Linked DNA regions of Oryctolagus cuniculus: region 1 is linked to region 2. A link is a contact called in public Hi-C data. All regions are on one chromosome and are shown on one strand. The core of a region is the stretch at or near the end of the contact, and the rest is flanking DNA. Distances in the headings are between cores, read along the strand shown. Region 1 has its middle 86 kb from the start of PTPRR. Region 2 overlaps PTPRR (protein tyrosine phosphatase receptor type R).

Region 1 (4,593 bases), core at 979-3,478, 300 kb before region 2:
CTATTAACAATGACCCTGAAACACTTACTCTGTTTTAACAAGCAGGCAGTACAAACAGGATCAACTAACTATCTATGAGAAACTCCTTCTACAAGGAGCCATTTAAAGAGAAACTGAATAAGATCCCTCTGATACAAACCATCACAGTGGGAAACGAAAATTACTTGAGAAATAACAAATACTGGACCTTTCTCCTTTCACCCAAAATTAGATGGCCTCACTTCAGGTGATTTTCTGTGGTTCTGTGATTATAACAGAGTCATCCACTTAGGGCCTGGACATAGTTGGTTCAGTATACAACTACTGTCAACCTGTAATTAACTGGATAACCTGAATTTTATGGGTGTGTATCTGGCTTCTTGGCTCTTATAAACACAAACCACTCCTACATGATCCAAAGTAAGGGGTCTGTTTCACATGTGTGCATTCCATCAGATAATTACTAAGCTGTATGCTAAGTGTCAAAAATGAAAAGATGATTCTGGTGATCCCAGCATTAAAATAGAGAAGGTAGAAACATAAGCAGTGAACTAAAAATAAGGTGTATCAGCAACTCCTACTGATTCTACTCCAAGGTGTATCTACGATCTATCCCCATCTCTCCATTGCCACTACCTTCACCTTCGTCAAAGACACACTTATCTCTCCTGGATGACTGCTACAATCTCCTATCTGCTCCTAACACTTCTCTTGACAACGCAACCTCATCTATTTTGTAGCAACCAGAGTGATTAAAAAAGAGTAGCAGAACCCTGCAGGTCCTGGCCATTGCCTGTTTCTTGACCATCATCTCATAGCACTGCCACTCCTAGTCTGGACTTTGGTCAGTTCTCTCAAGGAGCTAAATGCTGTTTTGCTCAGAATCCAATTCTTAGTGTTGCCTCACAGACAAATTTGCTTTTGGCTTACGTGTCACCTTCCAAAAATAAATAATTAATTAAAAGGCATTGCCATCCTACATTCTCCCTTTACACTCTAGCTTTTAAACTTTCTGCTTTTAATTTGTGTCTATTTCCTTGTTTTTCTGTCTCCCCACTAGATTTCATGAAATCTGCCTCTTGGTCTTGGTTTCTCTTTTTCTCTCAATATCTAGCAAAATGCTACACAGTAGACCCTCAATAAACTTTCATTCTAAGATGTAAAAACTCATAAGACCCTATGGGGATGACTAATACTGTCAAATTAGAGAGAGAAAGGAAATATTATGATTGTTTTATTTGCTTTGAAAGGCTGTATGAAACATGTACCATGAACTGATTACCTCAAAACAATAGAAATTTATCCATTCATTGTTCTGGAGCTTGGAGTAAAAAAAGAAAGAAAGAAAGAAAAAGAAATCAAGGTATCGTCATGGCTGGTTACTACTTGAGGACTCAGAAGGACAATCTATTCTATGCCTCTCTCTTTGCTTCTGATGGTTGCAGGCAGTTCTTGGTGTTCCTTGGTTTGTGGTAGCTTAATTCCAATTTATGCGTCCCTCAAACCAGTGTGTGTGTGTGTGTGTGTGTGTGTGTGTGTGTCTAAATCTCTGTCTTCTTACAGGGGCTTGAATCATTGGTTTAGGGGCCACTTTAATCCAGTTGGATTTCATTTTAACTTGATTAAATCTGCAAAGACCCTATTCCCAGAAGATCGTGTTCACAAGTAACAGACGGTTAAGACTTGAACACAATCTTTTGGAAGAGCATATTTCAACTCACCTGCCTCTCGGAATGTGATACTGGAGGGGTGCCTTGAAAGGCAAATAGACATTGGAATGTGGGGAAAGTTTAGCAGGTGTATGGAAAAAGAATAAACAGCACAGTACATTTAGCATAAGAGGGAGAGGGGCATTAATGTTGGGTAGTAGTTGATTGGCATTGATTTGAATTTTATATGAACGTGGTCTGGGTCCTGATTTCATCCTAGTTTTTCTCTGTTCAGGTTGTGATTTGATTATCTCCTGGTGCATTTTCTTTTAGAAAAGTTGCTGTATGTATTGGAGCTCCAGTGGCGCAATCAGTTAGCATATGATACTTCTACAGAAAAGGTTGCTCTATGGACCCCTGCTGCTGTATCTTACCCATTACACTCCTTCTTCTTGGTCCTCACTTTTGCCTGTATCACTTTTGGCTTTGCTCAACCATCTGGCCTTTGTCCATTCAACTATCTGGCTGCTCCTGCAACAGCAAGCTTGCTGCCAAGTTAGTTTCCTCCAATTCACTTCCTGTCCATTCTCAACTTTCTCCCAACTGGCCCACATTTCTGCAATTTGTTTTCTGTTCCAGATTTCCTTCATGTTAGAACATTCTAAGTCAGGCAGCTGTATAAAAGAATAATCAATTTAGACAACCCAACTCTTTTGCCCTGTACAGTTTGTTTCCTCAGCATTCTTTCCTTTCAATGTTTCTGCATCATAGTAAATATTTGTTCTTTCAAGCACAATATAATCTTGACAGACTTTAAATTCATATTACCTTATTGATATACAAATTTCTTCTAAATATGAAAAGCTTACACTCAGTGTTTGACCTTTAAAGTCTTCTATCTGAGTAATCCCAATTGATCAGTCAATTTCAAAGTTGAACCTCATTTAGACCTGGTGAGCATTTCTATCTTTCAAGAGTAAAGGGCAGGGGCTTATTTTCTTCCATACTGCTCATGATCAGTCACTTTTATCCCTCACTCTGTGCCTCAGTATCTTTCCTAAAGATACTTTTTCCTCCGAAGGAAAATATTTTAGAGTAGTTAAAAGTTACTCCATAAATGGGAGAGAGAGTGGGAGATGGGAGGGTTGTGGGTGGGAGGGAAGTTATGGGGGGAAAAAGCCACTGTAATCCATAAACTGTACTTTGGAAATTTATATTTGTTAAATAAAAGTTAAAAGAAAAGTTATTCCATAGAAAGTTAATGGAGATTTCCTTTAGAGACTGGTTGTATGCTCATGAAGCAGCCTAAAAACACATAGAGAAAAGTAACTTATAAAATGATGGCTTCATATTTGAAAATATGTAGGGGTCAATGCTCTGGTACAGCAGGTTAAACGCTGTCTGCAGTGCCAGTATCCCATATGGATGCCAGTTCATATCTTGGTTGCCCCATTTCTGATCCAGTTCCCTGCTAATGTGCCTGGGAAAGCAGCGAAGGATGCCCGAAATGCTTGGACCCCTGCACTCACGTAGGAAGCCCAGATAAAGCTTCTGGCTCCTGGCTTTGACCTGGCCCAGTCCTGGCCATTGTGGCCATTTGGGTAGTGAACCAGCAGATGGAAGATCTCTTTCCTCTCTGTGTCAATTCCTCCCTCTCTCTCTCTCTCTCTCTAACTCTGACTTTCAAATAAATAAATAGGGCCGGTGCCGTGGCTCACTTGGTTAATCCTCTGACTGTGGAGCCAGCATCCCAAATGGGCGCCAGTTCTAGTCCCGGCTGTTCCTCTTCCAGTCCAGCTCTCTGCTGTGGCCTGGAAAGGCAGTGGAGGATGGCCCAAGTGCTTGGGCCCCTGCACCCGCATGGGAGACCAGGAGGAGGCACCTGGCTCCTGGCTTCGGATCAGCGCAGTTCCAGCCGTTGCGGCCATTTGGGGAGTGAACCAACAGAAGGAAGACCTTTCTCTCTGTCTCTCTCTCTCACTGTCTATAACTCTACCTGTTAAATAAATAAATAAAAATTAAAAAAATAAATCTTTACAAAAAGGAAAATATGTAAAAATATGAAAACATAGATAATATCTTACATGTCATCAAATAATTTTAGTTATAGAAGTTCCACCAAAATGTATAGTTAATTTGTGTATATGAGTGTGTGTATTCTGTAGATTGAATCTTTCAGATAGCTCAGTGTGTAGTTAGTATGAAAATAATTTGGATTTTAATATACACATTGAATTATTAGAATATGAATTTTGTATATTAATCTTGAGTAGATAGTAAAAATTTATGAATTTATTCTGGAAGAGTAAGACTCTAGAGGAAGAAGGCAGTATTATACAAGGATAGATTGAATTACATGCCAAAAGTACTCTGAGAGAGCAAATTCAGTGGTATCAAATTTATCAACTATCCAAATGTAATTTTCAAATTAAAAATGATACTATTAACATTAGCTTCTCAATTTTTATGTGGCTTCTTAATATTTTTGAGTGGTGCCAAATAGTTCTTAAAACCAACTTGTTCTTTTCCATTTGTATCTCCAAAATCTCCAAGGTTATTTATCCTTATTCCAACATTCTTAGATATATTTATATGTAAAGTATAAAGTCAACAGCTTTGAATGTGATTTTCAATATCAGGTTGAATGGGATATTTTGTTATTTGTAGATATTTTGTGAAATAAAATAATTTATCTGCATGATTTAAAAATCTTTTTAGATTTTTGCTTTACAAAGTTGAAGATAAGAATCATAGTGCCAGATTGTAAATCTTAACTAGATGCTACTGATAAATAGGCAGTTTCTAAGATGATTGCTTCCTGTTTCCTATTTAAAGTACATCAGAGGGTGGACATTTGGCTCAGAGGTTAGGAAGCTGCTTGAGAAGTTCCTCCCACATCAGTGTACCTGGGTTTGAGTCTTGGCTTTGCTCCTGATTCCAACTTCCTGCTAATATACATCTTGGG
Region 2 (4,468 bases), core at 1,638-4,137:
GCTCCTGACCCTAAATTCCTGCCATGCACACCGGGAGGTGGCAGTGATAGCTCAAGTAATTGAGTTCCTGCCACCCACGTGGGAGACCTGGATTGAGTGCCTAGGTCCCAACTTCAGTCCCAGCCAAGCACTATCCAGCCACTGCTGGCGTCTAGGGAGTGACTCAGCGAATGGGAACTCTCTCTCCTCTCTCTCTTTCGCTTTCTCTCTCAGTCTCTCATTCTCTCTGCCACTCAGATAAACAAATAAATAATAAACCAATTAAGAGTTACATAGCATTGATAATGTAATAAATTTTCTTCTAAGTGTTTTGCATATAATATCTCAACTAATCCTCAGCCAGCCTTCCCTACCCAAGGTTTCTGCGTGCACAGATTCAAAATGGGAAAAAAAAATTGCATCTATACTGAACATACACAGACTTTTTTGGTGTCATTATTCCCTAAATAACTAGTAAAAAACTGTTTATCATTTACATTGACAATTTTAGGTGTACATGTTTTATCCATACTTTACAGATGATAAAACTGACATATATACAAGTTAAATAATTTGCTCAAGATCAAACAGTCTTAATGGGTAGAACCCTGAATTTGAACCCCAGGCAGTCTAACTCCATAATCTACCCTTAATCGCTATACTCCTAGTAATAGCTGAAGTAACTAACATGAATTCTGAAACACAGTGTAAGAAATACTTTGCCGTTTATATATTTTTATATATCAGGGATAGGGAAGGTTTTTTCTTCCAAGAACCATTGGATATTTGTGACATCATGAGCCGTACAAAATTGTCAACTTAAAAGTTAGCCTGCTATGGATTTATCGAATATCAAGTTCCTCCTACAGTTTCCTTGGCAGGGCCAGACCAAATGATTTTGTGGGCCTTATAGAGCCTGCAGGCCCGATCTTCCCCATCCCAGTTAGGTGAATAAATTTTGAGAGTGATTCTGAAATTAGAAGAATAGAATGAGAGGATATGAAATACTTTTTGAAAAAATCTCTCACAGTTGAAGTGGCCATTTATTACAACTCCCAATTTACTATCAAAGAAGTATATTTTTGCAAATATTTATGCTCTCTTACTTCATTATTTGTCAACAATTCATCTCTGTTTCTTCACATATCTGTCTTTTGGGGTCTCTCATTGTGAATTCTACAGAATCCTTATTAACCATGCTATTTAATTTGTTATAATTGTTACTTTATAAATGAGCCTCCACATACTTAAGTGCTCAATATGTATTTGTAAACAATTGAACAAAGCAATAAGAAATAAAATTTCAGAATCCACACTAAAAGCAAATATAATTGCACTGGGCTAAAATTGTGCTTCTTCAATAAGAACCCTGTTTAATGCTGATTACAGTGACAAAGAAATAACAAGAATCTAGACACAAACAGAAAGTAGGTATTAGCAATGCATTGTTCTCTTTTGCCTCCTATAACCTGCATCATGAAAGTTTAGTTTACAAAGTATATTTGTTATATTTAATCTGTATGTGCATTTGAGATTACCCTTATAGAAAGACTACCTCTCAAACAAAAGAGCTGAAACCAATAAAATCACTCCAATGCATTAGTAAAAATTTTTTTAAAAGACAAGAAGACATTGAGTCTTGGGTAAAATGTAGGGTCCCCTAACATTAATTTAAATTCTTAGCTCGTTTCAAGTTATTTCAGACTTCCAGGAATAGCAGAATTTAGAAGATACCTATCTACTTTAAATACAAAATAGCTTAAAAGAATAAAAAATGCCCCCAAAGTGTCTTGGGACTTTTCTGCTTAGCATTTCAAGCTTAAGTTTTGGGGACATGGCTTGATTAAATTCCCAAGTCCCTTATCTGCTGTTTAGTCTTGTTACTGCTGTTGCTACTGGTTTTCAACTTGTACACAGGAAACCAGTGCCAATCAATTTTGTTCCCAAGGTGACAGGAAACCTGGTTGGTCAGATGTTGATTGTGTTTGCTGTTCATGCTCCACCCATCATATTTTCTTCCCTTTTGGCTGAACTTAAGACAAATGAATCAGTGGCTGACATCTGGCAGACAGTTTTGGTGTCTTCTCGGTGATTTGTTGACCTGCACAGTTAGAAGAATAAAAATTCAGTGCGTAAAACAGAGACACTCAAGAGAAGTGCTGCCAAGAATTCCTCCTGAGGACTGCATGGAAGGCCCAATGCTTTGGACTTTTTAATTGAAATGTGGATTTTCTTAAGTAATGAAACATCTGCTGAGTAAATATTTCACCTTCTTTACGATGGTGAGTGGCTTACCTCACCCTATTGTAAATTCCAGATTTGAAATGTGAAACAGGGGGCAAGGAAGGGCGCAGAGAATGCTAAGCTCTTTAACAGGTCTCTGCTGTTTGTGATTAATCTGTGGCCACCTGCATATTTCCCTCCTAATGAGCCCTATTCCACATAAACATACCTCTGAACCCTGTGAGAGAAACGTTGACACAGAGAGCATGGCCAATCAGCTAACTCATAATTAAAGCTGAGTGTTGAATCGAGCCAGACAATCTCCTTATCCCCCACGCCACGCTTCTTCTGAGCTTCCTGTTTCAAACTCGTGGTCTATGCTTCCAGAAAAAGAAAAATGACAAACTGTCTACCAGCATTGCAAATGTTTTCAGAAAGCATGTGTTCTAAAGATAATGGCACAAAATGCACTCCTGATTTTCTCAGGCCTAGTGGCCACAGAGATCATGAGAAATGTACAAGAAAATGTTTTTTTCTCAGAATAGGAAGATGCAGGGAGGTAACACTGCAGGAAGGTGAGATTAAGATAAACCGAAAAAGGGCAGGTATGCTGGACCGGATAGGCTTTTCCTGTTCCTAAAATGTCTTGTGCTCTTACACAGGAAAAGCATTCTTATTCACCCGAGGTCTTTGCAAGTCCTAGGCACAGGACCGAAAAGTACCCTGGGTTGTGCTGGTAAGAAGGCAGGAAAGTGGGTGGGAGAGGAAGCGTCGTGGTGGGTCCATATCCAGGACAAGATTCCCAAAGGATGGAAGACAGCTCCGCCTACTGTTCATCCATGCCTCCGTTCCCTGGAGAACTAATTGCTAGTTTGCTCTCATGTCTTGCTATTTTCCACACCAAAATGTGGATGCATTTAAAATTGGGGTCTGTGTGAGCCATAGACTCATTGAGGAACCAGTAAGCACACTCATGCTCTCACAGGGCTTGCTGTCCTTGTCGACCCTGCCACCTCCGATAATCACCCAACTCCCCCAACCCTGCCAAAGATTCCCTTTCTGCACATATGAGAGGACTTCAAAAAGTTTATGGGACTGAGTGGGGAAAAAATAGTTTGTGGGAAATGAAACTAAAAGATAAGTTTATTTCGGAGCAAAGGAGTTTGAAAAAAAATTTTAGTTTGCCTTTTGATTTGCATGACAGTCTATTTGGCCAGGACTAATCTGCTGTGTGCCCACTCTTCTTCCCACCTGCTGTTCTGTATGCCATAGGAAGGAGAATGCCCAAGCAAGATGGCTACCAATTGCTATTGGCAATTGCAAGTTCCCCTTGTGAGAAGCTATGCAGGAAAAGATGAGTTAGCCATTTGGGGGCAGCCATTTAACTGTGTGCAAAGTTGACTGACTCATTCTACTCAAAATTGTTCTCTTGGTCTCCTTAGGATCATTTCAATTCACAAAGCTGAGAGCTCTAGGAGGCGCTACACATAAATAAGAGGACAGCTAAGCATTAGAAATAACAATGGGTAAATGTCTGCATTTGTTTCAGAAATGCATGGCAGGTGCATTTTGTTGGATGATCTACTTTATACAAGACATGCACTTGAAATAAACCTCTTTTGCATGTTTAGAATAGCAAGCATGACTATATGGAATGTCTCTCTATGGCAAAGCCTATCCATTGAATATAAATCTGAGCTTTAATCTGAACCCAGGTGGAAAAAGCTTTTGGGGTCAAAGATAAGAGAACGAGAAAGTAAGATGATTTATTGAGCATATTTAAATATAGAAGATGATTCCATGGCATAATGTTAATACCAATAAGAAAAATGTGCCAGAAGAACTATGCCTCCATGTAGAAAAGGACTAGAAAAGCCTTGTTCTATGTATGCCCATACCTAACATTTATGGAGCAGTGCTTTGTGCCAGTAGAAGATGCATTACAGAGATGTAATAGTATCTCCTGAGATCCATTTCAAGTAGGTACAATCCAACATCTCAGCTTTCTTGATGAAGTCATTGAGACACAAACATTTAAATCAGTGCCCTTGGTCACGGAGCACATCAGCTGCAGAAACAGGACAGGAGCCCAGATCCATGTGGCACCAAAGCTTTTGATCTTATTTCCTGCCTCCCTGGATGTCCAAGGCACCCCACAATTCCTCCATTCGCACCCTCTTTCTGTTGGTAATTGGACTGCATTCTGTGTTTTTTTGTGTTTTTTTTTGTTTTTGTTTTTTGTTTTTTTCCCCAGTGGAGAAATAAC

What was found. A called contact is a pair of places that touch in the nucleus more often than the background predicts.
Region 1: a contact with region 2 is called in a Hi-C map of liver, with 8 times the contacts expected there. The contact joins two enhancer-like sites. A contact is called at or near these places in 2 of 6 Hi-C or Micro-C datasets (liver and an unstated tissue).

The regions. Positions count from the first base shown.
Region 1 is chr11:73,554,191-73,558,783 of mOryCun1.1, reverse strand. No RefSeq gene overlaps it. Among named protein-coding and RNA genes, the nearest start is that of PTPRR, 86 kb to the right of the region's middle. Within about 2 kb of position 2,228, at least 1 of the 8 cell types and tissues checked has an H3K27ac peak or open chromatin away from gene starts, as enhancers often do.
Region 2 is chr11:73,259,795-73,264,262 of mOryCun1.1, reverse strand. The region is part of intron 6 of PTPRR (protein tyrosine phosphatase receptor type R); the gene reads left to right. Among named protein-coding and RNA genes, the nearest start is that of PTPRB, 81 kb to the right of the region's middle. Within about 2 kb of position 2,887, at least 2 of the 8 cell types and tissues checked have an H3K27ac peak or open chromatin away from gene starts, as enhancers often do.